Linked DNA regions of Triticum aestivum: region 2 is linked to region 1. The links are chromatin contacts, called in public Hi-C maps. All regions are on one chromosome and are shown on one strand. The core of a region is the stretch at or near the end of the contact, and the rest is flanking DNA. Distances in the headings are between cores, read along the strand shown.

Region 1 (5,888 bases), core at 574-3,073:
ACATGATGAACACCTTAAGCGTATGATAACCAACATCAGTCCTCCAAAAAATTAATGAGTACAAATGAACTAACATATCATATTGTCATTCATTTTGGTATGTGCAAGCTGTGTGAATTAGAAATTGTGAATGCACTCAGTGGTCAATCCAATTAAAAAATCAAAGATATGTACCTGAGCACATAGCTTGACCTAAGTACAAGATCCAGCAAAACAGGACTCTCAAGTTCAAAAAAAAAAATCATACCCAGCTAACTATTTTGTTGCTGTTTGACAAGATAACCAGCTTGTTATTATAATCACAAACTAAGATATTTTTATAGTAATTCTGTAGCGGCAGAACATCGCAAGACAATAAAACACAGTGTATGCGAGCAAACAGGAGCATACAAGGCAAACACGATATGGTAATATTGGGAAGATAAACCTTCTAACTTAAAGTTCAGATCCATTCAGTTCCCAAAATAAATCTTGAGAAAAGCACTAATTTAGGCATTTACCTACCGAGTCACATGCGACACACTTCCACGAAATAAATCTTGCACAATAGTTTTCGCAACAGCAACCTTGGAGTAACTTAACGAACGCTCGAGCAGAGACAAAAACAAGGTGAGAAATTCGTGACTGTCCTGCTGGACACCGTTGTCTAGTTCCAAGGTCTTGATGAAAGGTGCTGAATCAATGAAAGCCATTTTGCTGGAGTGTAGCTGCGCAAATAATCGAGCCAGCTGATCGAGAACAGGTTGCTTCTTCAAGATGTCTGGCTCTAGCGAGAAAATGCCTGAACGGAAGGAAGTGTTCATATAGAGGCACTGAAGTATGCTGTTAGCATAACATGTCGCGCCCAGATTAGTCAATCCAGCAGGCGTCTCGGTGGAAGCACGGAGGTCCTTGGATGGGTCAGGGCCGAGGCCACTGACATGCTCGCCATTTTTCTGCCAGAGGCCAGTCTTCCTCGCCCCACCGGTGGTGGGGATCAACCCGCAGAAACAATTGGGTGAGTCCTTGGTGTTCCCATGGCAGCCCTGGCAAACCGGCTTCCACACACTATAAAGTTGCCTAATATCATCTTGAGTGATGGCGCCCGTAGAATGTATCCTCCTGCATAACAGGCAAGCACCCCAAGCAAAAAACATGTCAGCAACAGAAACACATTGAAATCTCACCCTTCACCCTAGCAATGGGGAAAGGCAATGTACACATACTTGAGAGCAGCATAAGACGGGCTCGCAGACTCATCGGCGTGTGGCCTCTTGTTCTTATTGCGGGTGTTGTGCCTGTTCATTGTACCATCCACTGAGCGCCAAGCGAAACCTCCAGTTGCTCTCCCTGCTGCGGAAACAACAGAAGCCAGAGCATTAGCGCGTCGGCGTCGGGGGCGGAAGGAACGAGGAGCATTGGGGTCAGTTCGAACCCTAAATTTCGTGGGAAACAGGCTGCTATCACTACTCCACCAAACAGCAAACGAATCCGCAAGAAAAAAGGGAAAATCGATGGATTTAACAGATAAAGGGCGTTTGGATTGGAATGCTTACCGCGAAGGGAGGAACAGATCAGGCTCTCCAGGCAATCCGAAGCAGGCTAGGGTTCGTCACGAGCAGGAAAAATCAAATCCAAGCCCTGATGGATCTCTGCTCCACGCCGGTCCGGTCCAGTAGAGCGGCGGCGGCGGCGGCGGAGGGGGATGGGGAGAGACGAATCCCTTGGAGGTGGCGGTCGGCGGTGGAAGGGCAGAGGGGCGGAGAGGGTTTCCTTCGATGACCCCCGCCGCGAGCTGGAAGGGGATGAAAAGAAGCTGATCTGCTTTTTGGTTTCAGAAGAGCCGAGTGACGTGCCGCATGTTTTTATTGGGTCGGGCTGCACCCATGGGCTTGGGCGCTTGGCATCAGAGTCATGGGCTGGGAGCACGGGGATAGCACAGGACGGACGGTAAACCGTGGAGATGGAATGTTTTCTTTTGCTGGAATGGAAATGGAATAATTTGCCTCTTCAACTTCAAGGCTTCTGCAGATCCATGGCGACATTCCCATACAGCGCACGGCGTCGAGATGTGTAGGTGATTTGCTGAACGAGGAAATGACAGAGCACATTATGGCAAACTACACGGCAGCGGATGCTTGTCATGAGTCACGCGGGATTTTACACCATTTCTTGTGATTTTGTGGTTAATATGGCGAGCTCGGTAAGGATTATCCCTGGCAAGTTCTGAAGCCTTCTAGTACATTTATTTTTATCAAGCGGTTAATTGCATATTTATAAATTATTTACGTTGCAAAATCAAAGACAGTATGATTTATCCGGTAGTTCACTATATATGTATACTCAACCAAAGGAATCAAAGGAAAGATTAGTTGCTTGGTCCACGAAGAAGAAGAGGAGCTCCCACCCGAGGTGGGTGAAGATCAACCTAGATAGTAGCATTCTTATGTTTCCAAAAAAAGATTGTCAGTTAAGTCTATCCACTCTCCGCGTTAAAGATGAAGCGAAAATACTACTATAAGAACATCCCAAGTGAAGGCGGCCATATCTATGTGAGTTATGTCTCTAAGAAGGTATATATTGAATTTCAAACAATCAAAGCGGAAACAATTGTGTGGCGTCAATGAAAGGTCTTCAGTTAAAGCTATTGATGAACTTGTTTGTGATTCCACACGTCATAAATTGTCAAAAAAAAATATGACATTTTTTATAGAAAAACATAACAACTAAGAAAAAATCATAACGGTTCATAAAACCAAACTTAAGCATAGAAGCATACATAGATTCATATACGGAGAGAAGTACATACGTATCACCAAGATTCATACCTAACTGTTTAATAAAACGGAAAAATAGCAGTTCATCACCACAAGTCCAAAAGATGCACTCCTAATCCTTGTTGCTTGTTCTGGATGCAGGTCAAGAATAGAGAATTCTCATCCACCTACTCCTTGTTGCTGATTGTGGGTGCAGATTGGCCCTTATCCTTGCCCAATAAATGATCTCATCAAAAGTGCGGCTTATTCCATTGGGAACACCTCATGAAACTCTTGCATGTTCCAGGCTTCCAAGATCATGTTAGACAACTGGTGGTGGTACTCCAACAAGTATCCAGTGGCGTCGGGGCCCTCTCAGCTCGCCTCTAATCCCTATTCGCCTAAGCTCTCTACGACCGCACCCTAGCAGCCCTCATGTCCACAACCTCCTCATCTTCGTCTGTCACCTCTCATAGGTTAGGATCCATCTTCCTAGAGTGCTTGCTCACTAGGGTTCTAGGCTGTTGGTTGGAGGCTGAGGGGGAAGTCATAGGGTTGTGTTTGTGGTAAGGGTGAGAGGGGTGGATTTTATTGACACCAGGGCAGGCTAGGTCCTGCGTGGTTGAAAGTGCAACTAATCCCTGGGTGGTTTTGGTAATTCTTAACAACTTACTCATTTTCTGAGAGAGAACCACCTACTCATGTGTTGAGGCCAAGATATTCCAATCCTACCATATGAATCTTGATCTCTAGCCTTCCCCAAGTTGCTTTCCACTCAAATCATCTTTCCACCATAGCCAAATCAGTGAGAGAGAGTTGAGTGTTGGGGAGACTATCATTTGAAGCACAAGAGCAAGGAGTTCATCAACAACACACCATCTATTACCTTTTGGAGAGTGGTGTCTCCTAGATTGGTTATATGTCACTTGGGAGCCTCCGTCGAGATTGTGGAGTTGAACCAAGGAGTTTGTAAGGGAAAGGAGATCGCCTACTTCGTGAAGATCTATCCTAGTGAGGCAAGTCCTTCGTGGGCGATGGCCATGATGGGATAGACAAGGTTGCTTCTTCGTGGACCCTTCGTGGGTGGAGCCCTCCGTGGACTCGCGCAACTGTTACCCTCTGTGGGTTGAAGTCTTCATCAACGTGGATGTACGATAGCACCACCTATCAGAACCACGCCAAAAATCTTTGTGTCAACATTGCATTTGCTCCCTCCAAACTCCTCCCATTTACTTTCTTGTAAGTTGCATGCTTTACTTTCCGCTGCTCATATACTCTTTGCATGCTTGCTTGAATTGTATTGTGATTGCTTGACTTGTGCTAAGTTGCTAAAATCTACCAAGAACTAAAATTGGGAAAAGGTTAAGTTTTTATTTGGTCAAGTAGTCTAATCACCCCCCCCCCCTCTAGACATACTTTCGATCCTACAAGTGGTATTAGAGCTTTGGTCTCCATTTGCCTTGATTTCCATAGCTTTGGTGATCATAGCATTGGTTTCACAACCTAGGAGAGTATGGCGTCTAGCGAGGGAAATTACCACCGTAGAGGTCCTTACTTTGGTGGTACTAATTTTGCTTGTTGGAAACATAAGATGAAAATGCATATTCTTGGACATAACCCCGTTGTTTGGGCTATTGTGTGTATTGGCTTGCAAGGTGAATTCTTTGATGGGAGAGAACCAAACCGTGAAGCTACCGCGGAAGAATTGAAGATGTTGCAATACAATGCTCAAGCTTGCGATATCCTCTTCAATGGATTGTGCCCCGAAGAATTCAACAAAATTAGTTGTCTTGAGAATGCAAAGGAAATTTGGGACACTTTGATTGATATGCATGAAGGTACCGACTCCGTTAAGGAATCCAAGTTGGATGTGCTTCAAAGCCAACTTGACAAGTTCAAAATGAAGGATGGTGAAGGTGTCACCGAAATGTACTCTAGGCTTGCTCTCATCACAAATGAGATTGCCGGCTTAGGAAGTGAAGAAATGACCGACAAATTCTTGATCAAGAAGATCTTGAGAGCCTTGGATGGAAAACATGATACTGTGTGCACATTGATCCAAATGATGCCAAATTACAAAGATCTCAAGCCAACCGAAGTCATTGGAAGAATTGTTGCTCATGAGATGTCACTCAAGGACAAAGAAGAGCTTCACAACAAGTCTAGTGGTACTTATCAAGCCTCATGTGATGCTCCTACATCATCAAATGAGAAACAAGCCTTCAATGAAGAACTGAGCTTAATGGTGAAGAACTTCAACAAATTCTACAAGAGTAGAAGCAAGGAAAGAAGTTCCAAGTCAAGGTCCTACAATGATAAAAGATCTTCTAGTCGTGAGCGAAACTGCTACAATTGTGGAAGACCCGGACACTACTCCAATGAGTGTACGGCTCCCTATAAAAGAAGAGAAGACTCACCTAAAAGAAGAAGCAAAAGGGAAGAATCACCTCCAAGAGAGAGAAGGAGTAGAGATGATCGTTATGAACGAAGAACCTCTCGAAGAAGCAAGGATTCAGAAAGGAAGGACAAGTCATCAAGGAGATACACAAAACAAAGACATCAAGCTCATGCTGGTGAATGGGTATCCGGCTCCGACTTCAACCACCACCCCGAGAGAAGTTATTACTTCGACTCCGAATATACTCAAGATGAAGGTGTTGCCGGTCTAGCACTTGTATCAACCAACTCCTACGACATATTTGATTCACCAAATGAAGGAATTGGGAGATGCTTCATGGCTAAAGGCCCCAAGGTAACACACCCCGAGTATGTTGATTTCAATAGTGATGAAGATGACTTGCTAGGTGATGATGATTTACTTGTTGACAACTCTAGTGATGAATACTATGATGAAACGTCAATTAATTATGCTAATCAATAAACAATGACAATGATAAGGAGAAGATTGAGCGTCTAACTAAAGAACTAAACACTCTTAAGTTAGCTCATGAAACTACTTTAGAAGATCATCGAGAACTTCTAAAAACTCATGAGAAGTTACGCTTTGAAAAGCTCAATCTTGAGCAAGAGCATGAGTTCTTAAAGGCCATCAATGATGATCTTCGAAAGAAAAGTTCTTCTTACATTGCCAAGCATTTACTCTTGTCTACTTACATGCCATAAGTAAAATCTAGCAACAAGAACAAGAAAGAT
Region 2 (6,839 bases), core at 3,581-6,080, 450 kb after region 1:
GTCCTTCCACGAAGGCATGGGCACCGGTTTTCACGAAGGCATGGGCACTGGTGACTAACAGTGGGGTGGTCAGTGTCATTGAGAGAGCATGGGAGAGGAGAATAGAGTGAGAAGAACTTAGTGAGAGTGAGCCGGCTCGGGTCGTTTTGACACGGTTAGAACGGGCTAGCTAATGTTCGTCAGCGGGCGCGCCATCAGTCGGCGGCTGACGTTGGGCTGACAGATGGGCCCTCCTTGTCATAAATGGCACTAAAACCTAGCCATTCCACCACTAGTGCCTTTTAATACAACGGACTAATTTTGTGATAGTTCTATAGTTTTTTTGGAGAAGTGGTAGTTTTCCGGATTCCAGGCCTGAATTGTGGTAATTTTATGCTATTTACTTGATTTTCCGCTTGCATCTTCGAAGCAGTACTGCTCGCCGTCCCTGAACGACCTTGAGGTGACATGATAAAAGCACACAACTCGCCGGTGAACCGATTGGAAGTTCCATATACTAGTAGTACATACTACTAATTAACTTACAAAACACGAACAGAGGGAGTGGACTAACTTAGCTAACACGCACCCTCCTCCCTCCACATCATCCAACACCATGGAGTCCATGAGAAGCTACCAAGACGCAGAGACTTGGGAGAGAGCCGAAATAGTCTCGCAAGGACACACACTCACTGGGGTAAACTTAACCAGGGAAAGATTCGCAAAGGAAACTAAAGACAAGCCGCCAAATAATTCCACAGCCGATCTCGCCTTCTTCTTCGTCCTGCCCTCCCGTCGCCCCTCGCCACTTGCTACGTACGTACGGTCGCTCTCGGCTCCGCGAGCTTGGGCCACGCTCCTCACTTGTACTCCAGGATCATGTTGTTCTCGGGCGCCAGGCCGACACACGCCCTCATGATGTTCTCCAGCATCGCCCTCTGCTTCGCCAGGGCGTTCACCACCGGCGTGCCAGGAGGAACCTGTTAACAGAGGAATTCAGTGGCACGTCAGTTAATCGTCTTTATTTATCTATAGGTTATTTAGAGCAAACAGTCGAGAATTGTTTCTTACCAGGGGTGCCTTGGTGAGGTAGCTCAGGATGGTGGCAACCGGATGGAAGGAATGGAACTTGTCCTGCACAAATGCAAGTGGAGCAGCGAAATCTTCAGTTTGGCTCCCAAAGTATATCTCGACTACAGAGTAGACTAGCAACATATCTCGTCAGACTCTTACCTCTCCCTCGGCCTTCAGCTGAATCCTGGTGCTGAGCTCCGCCAGGAGCACCAGATCAAGAATGATGGGTGCAGCGAGGAGCGAGTCCTCGCAGGTGTTGTGCAGCACGATGGTGCTCTTGCCCCCCATGAAGATCTCCGAGGTGTACTCGTCCATGGCCCTCTTGCTGTCTCCAACGTATGGCACGTACTGCAAAAGAACGGTGAAGCCTCAGTATATAATTCCAAGTTTTTGCACCAACAGTCATCTGTCCGTGGAAGGTGAGAGACAGATCGACAGACCTTGATCACGACGACGTGGTCAGGATGCTCCCCGGGCTCGTAGAGGATAGCATTGCTCGAGACCATGTCATCCACCACATTGCTCTTGGAGATCTCCTTGGAACGGAATGTCTGCGGTGCGGATAGGTTCATCCCGTCGTTATTCCCAAGATGGTTGTAGCTGACAATTGAGGTGGGCTACAAGAACAGAAACCACATATGTTTATGCTTCGTAACAGAGAAATGTCTGTGTATACATGTGTTCAGTTGACAGTTGATTGTTACCTTGATTCCAGCACCAACAAGGAAGTCGACCAAGACGGATTTCATCTTGGTCTGGCCACTCTTGAAATCATCGCCACCAATCAGGCAGTTGTTCTTAATAGCAAGATCAATCAGCCCTGCACAAAAGAAACTAACATAAGCCTGCAACCAGACACTATATACAGGTACAGTCAGCAGAGCAAGCTACACACCAGGCACAAAGGTGTTCTGAGGGCTCCCGTTGATGAACGGGACGCCCTCCATGACACAGGCAATGGCATACAGTGTTGATGGGGATATCTCTGCCTCGTTCTTGTCCACAGACGCCAAGAGGTTCTCCATCGTGTCATTAAGCCCAACAGAGACGTTGCTGTACCTTTCAGTGTTTGCCGTCCAAAGCACCACTACCTTGTCGACCTTGTTCTTCTCCTTGAACTCCCTATTTCATTAAGCCATATGAGGGCGCAAATTTAAAAGTTGATGAAGTTTTCAGCATGGAATGTTGAAACTAACAAGGACTGGTGGAGTAACATTTTTATGAGTAACTCGGCTTAAAATTTAATTTCAGTAGAACGACCCTTCGTGGAGTCCAATCATACAAAAGCCGGTGGCTATAGAGAATTTGTCCAATCATACAAAAGCCACTGGCTGTAGAGAATTATGCATATAGAATCATACCAGTTAAGTAATGTTATTGTTTTAAGCATATTCGCAGTGGTTATAGAGAATTATCCATATTCAATCATGTGTGCTCACGCACCAAACTCAGAGTTTTATTTATTCTACTCTCAAATGTTGGAATATATGTCAAGTTGTATACGTGCATATCTGTATACCTTATGTCTTTGATAATCTGCTCCATCTGCTCTTTCTTTGTGCCCTTGATGACATTGCTAGCCCGGGAGCCCTGGTTGGCAGCGATGAAGTCCGGGTCATAGATGCCGGGGAGCGGCACGATGGACTCCATGTAGGGCCTGAGCTGCTTCTGCAGGTCAATGTCCAGCACCTTGGCCCTGGTCATAGCATCAGCCAGGTTCATGCTGCTAATGTCCCAGCCACCAAACACAAGATCATCTGGGTTTACCTGAAAAATCATTCTAACACCGTCAGAATAGGATCTGCAGCCAACTGGAAGTCTGGAACATATACAGTCAACAGAGCCCGTAGCATTTTGACCGGTACAATGACAACATCATGGCACATATACACAATTTTCTCTACTAAAATGGTTCACTGTTATCATTTTTTGCATGACTTGGCTGCCCTTCAACCAACATTAAATCAGCACATGCAGCATCAAATTGGAACCGGAGGCAGTATTTTTCACATAGCAATATCTTTTTGATTTTGGTATTACCATGGGCAGGAGGCTCTTGAAGGGCGCATAGATCTCCTCTCCGTTGTAGCTCCCGACCCTGATGGTGGAGGCCTGGGTGAGGGACCCAAAGTAGTTGGCCTGCTGCACCTTGTCCTTGGTCGCCCATGAGATCCCCCTAAATTAATTGAACTCACCATCAGTCTCAAATGAGACATGCACTACTGTAGAGCAGAAAGAATCAAGATTATAGTATAACGATGGAAGCAACGTGGATGGCGACAACTTACTCCCTGTTGGCGATGACCCCAGCCATGAGTGTGGAGCCATTGTTGCCGCCCCACCCCACGAGCATCACCCTGTACCACCAAAAACAGAGTTAAAAGGATTACCACAAATAATCAGCGTCTTCTGTCGACAAGTGGCTCATACTACACTGCACGTAGCCAACATGCATTGCAATACCCAATATATACTACGAGTAGATGTAGATGAAAATAAAGAGAAAATCAGAAAACCTGGGGAAACAAACAAATGCATGGGATCAGAGTAGCAGTAAATTATGCCTGGTCAGGCTGACATACTCTGGCCTTTCTCAAAAGAAAAAGGCTGACATCTTATTATACTGTACCAGGTGGAGTCAAAAACCCTGTTCTGAATTCTCATCTAAAAAATACAGAGTAGTCTGTTCTGAATCTTAAATATTACGAGCTCACGTGCACATGCGACAGGCGAAAAACTAGTAGATCGGGGAAAGCATGTCGTATTACGGAGATGGGTTTGGTCGGATAGCCGATCTGTAAGCGATAATCCAAAACCGAACAGCATCTTGCAGACGACAACGAAAGCATCGCATTCTCTCAAAAAGTCGAAAATGAGACCGTTCGTTTGGCTCCTGCCGTCCATTGATTCTCCTCTCTTGGCAAGGAAACAATACCAAAAAGAAACGAAAACGAAAACAGAATCCAACACTAGAGGTTGACAGCGATCCGAGAACGACCTAGCCCCACAAGCGTCAACGACGGCCGGCGAAGTTCCGAATGGAACACAGGTCGCACTGATCTTGACAGGACCGAATTAAATTAACTAAATAAATCAGGAGATAATTAAGAGAAGGGCTGAGTTACTGAAACACCGCGACTGAGTGACTGATCTTGACACGACAGAATCTAAAGGATTAAACTAGGTTTTATACAGAAGATAAGAGAAGCACTGCGCGCGCGTATGAAGGGAGGGGAGGAGAGGAGCGTTGGTTACCGACCCGAGCTTGGGGACGGTGGTGTTGGTCTTGAAGTGGTAGTTGACGGACTTGGGGCGGACGACCCACTTGGAGGCGCCGTCGTGGCTCTCGTGCACCAGCTCCGTGGTGTCGTAGCGGTACTCCGACTCGATCTCCCCCGCGCCGTACCGCACGTTCGGGCTCTCCACGCGGAAGCTCTCGATGAACATCTTGGCAACGCAAGATCGATCTCTCCCTCTCTTTCCTGCAAACTGTTGGAGTGAGAGAGAGAGAGAGAGGTTTTCGAGTGCGGTGGTAGGGGGGCTGGAGTGAATTGTGTGTGATCTGCGGTGGGTAGGCGGGCGGGGGTGGGGAATTTATAGCGGGTTAGGCGGCCACGTGGTTTCGCTGGGGTCCACGCCGAAGGTGCCAGTGCCAGGCGGGGCGGCGGCGAGACAGCTTGGCCACCGGGGATAGCCGGCGGCGGGCTGGGGTGGCGGAGGGCGGAAGGGAATGGCAGCCGAGGAGAGGCTCGAAGAGGAGGAAGGGACGCGATGGGCCGATGAGGGAGGTATCGACCGCACTTCTTTCTCTCTTTTCTGCGAGGACGGAGGGAGGAACACAGTTACGATTTTCCACTCCAAAAATCGCAAAAATGCTATGCCCACACAGATTGGTGTGCTGCGAGGCAGAGGCGTCACATGCACACAGTAGCCGCGCGCACTCTGCGTCTGCCGGTGCCGGTGCCGGTGCCGGTACCAGGCGCCGGGATCATCAACGATTCCGTGGACACGGGCACGCGAGATAGATAGTAGATTCCAAACGATTCTGCAATTCCGACGAACTGCGAGGGGCGAAACGCGAGACTCCGCGAATGATTCCGCGGTCCGCTGCGCCCGGCGCGGGCGCGGCTGGGAGCGGGCCCAGTGAGTCGCGACGGCCCACGGTCGCACGGCGGAGCCAGCGGCGGGGCCCCAACTCCTTCCCAAGTGGCGCTCTCTGCTCCGTGGTGCTCGTGGGCGCCGTCACGTGGCCAACCGCCACCCGGTCGTGGCGGATGCTCCTGGAAACGCCTCACACACACGTCCTTCCCCATGGAGCATAGACACGGTCCATGGGCGCGCTGCACAACACGCCATGTGGTGTGGTGTCAGCGGCGGCGGGGAGCCACCGCTCCAAGCTCGTGCGTTGTCAGTGCGATCCAGTCCCGAGAGCAGGCGCGGGTCCCCGGGGAAACACGAAATTGTTGTCCTTGCATGCAAATGGCCCTGTCCTTGCATGTAAGACTCTCGGGAATCTTCGGGCGCTAGCGGCCAGTGCGTTCTAGGCTCCTCTCTTCTCGTCAGATCTGCTGGGGGTTGGCACCACTTTTGCTATGGCTCAACCAAGGCAATATGCCCTAGCACAAAGATGAGTAAGTTTGTCTGCCAACCCGCAAAAAAAAGGTAAGTTTGCTTGCCCTAGCTACAAGTACAAGCTCAGAGAGATTGTATGGTGATATGCCTTCGTGCAACTTTCAGAAGTGTTAGGTTCTATAGATTCTTTGCGTGGCAAGCTAAAATCCGGACGACTACAGATTGTACAACCAGTATTGCCAAACATGGCCCATAGGACAGTGACCGGTCATCATCCATTTGTCCTCACCCACGTGCTTCTTAAATCCATACAATCTATGCAACTACGTAAATAAGCAACACAACGTCGATCAAAACTACATATAGCACAATCCGACCCAAAAAAACAAAGTCCATCGGACAATGTTCAAGGGACATAATTCATCACGGGATGAATTAAACTTGGTAGAAAATAAACTAGATAGGTGGAGTATGACGCGAATTTTTGGGACATGATGCCACGCGAGGATGTTATCCTGACCAACGATTGTTGCCATGCGATTCACACTTAATATAGTGCTTAACTGGATACTGTGGCAATACTAAGGAAAGTGAGTGAATACACAACATTAATACAGTAGACGTTGTCCAGCCATTACTGAATTTGGTAGAGAGAGGCTGTTGTGTTTATGGTCAGTGTGCAGGGTTGCAGGCTACCCATCAGTGTAATTAACGTTCATGACCTGGCTCATAGTAAATGGTGCCTGCTCCTAGTAAGTAAAAGTTACTCATCCAGCTCGCACTATGGATCCTTCATCAACATAATGCATGTGATCCAGTTCGTCGGATGGTGAAGGTTGTTGCTCCAGTTCTTGCTAATTGGTTCTTGCTTGCTATGCATGTACAACCCTGTATTCCATGCTTGGGGCCAGATGAAAATGGCATCCTTTATGTTATGCAAGAAGAAGTTGGTCCTGAATTTCTGCTAACAGCATTAGAACAAAATCAACCCCATGGCCGTGTCCATTCTGGTAAACAAAACAGAAGCTCTCATGCAGGCCAGCCCTAGATTAGGAATTTTGCTACGAAAACACAACCCCATGGCCGTGTCCGTTCTGGAGATGCTAGAGGAGCCAATAAACTAGGGGGGGAGAGAGAGAGAGAGAGAGAGAGAGAGAGAGAGAGAGAGAGAGAGAGAGAGATGAGCATGAGAGGAACATTGAACAAGAGGGGAT

Evidence for each region. Hi-C and Micro-C count contacts between places; a contact is called where the count stands out from the background.
Region 2: a contact with region 1 is called in a Hi-C map of leaf, with 3 times the contacts expected there. The contact joins the promoter of LOC123093156 here to the promoter of LOC123093154 in region 1. A contact is called at or near these places in 2 of 5 Hi-C or Micro-C datasets (both in leaf).

The regions. Positions count from the first base shown.
Region 1 is chr4B:538,666,111-538,671,998 of IWGSC CS RefSeq v2.1, forward strand. LOC123093154 (ubiquitin carboxyl-terminal hydrolase 26) reads right to left here and starts at 1,824. Exons shown (of 15, transcript XM_044515068.1): 1 at 1,536-1,824; 2 at 1,206-1,332; 3 at 505-1,101; 4 at 1-13. The coding sequence starts at 1,285.
Region 2 is chr4B:539,115,566-539,122,404 of IWGSC CS RefSeq v2.1, forward strand. LOC123093156 (inositol-3-phosphate synthase) reads right to left here and starts at 4,831. Exons shown (of 10, transcript XM_044515069.1): 1 at 4,313-4,831; 2 at 3,342-3,410; 3 at 3,094-3,229; 4 at 2,573-2,820; 5 at 1,949-2,175; 6 at 1,758-1,873; 7 at 1,494-1,670; 8 at 1,213-1,401; 9 at 1,051-1,113; 10 at 473-959. The coding sequence starts at 4,500. The coding sequence ends at 840.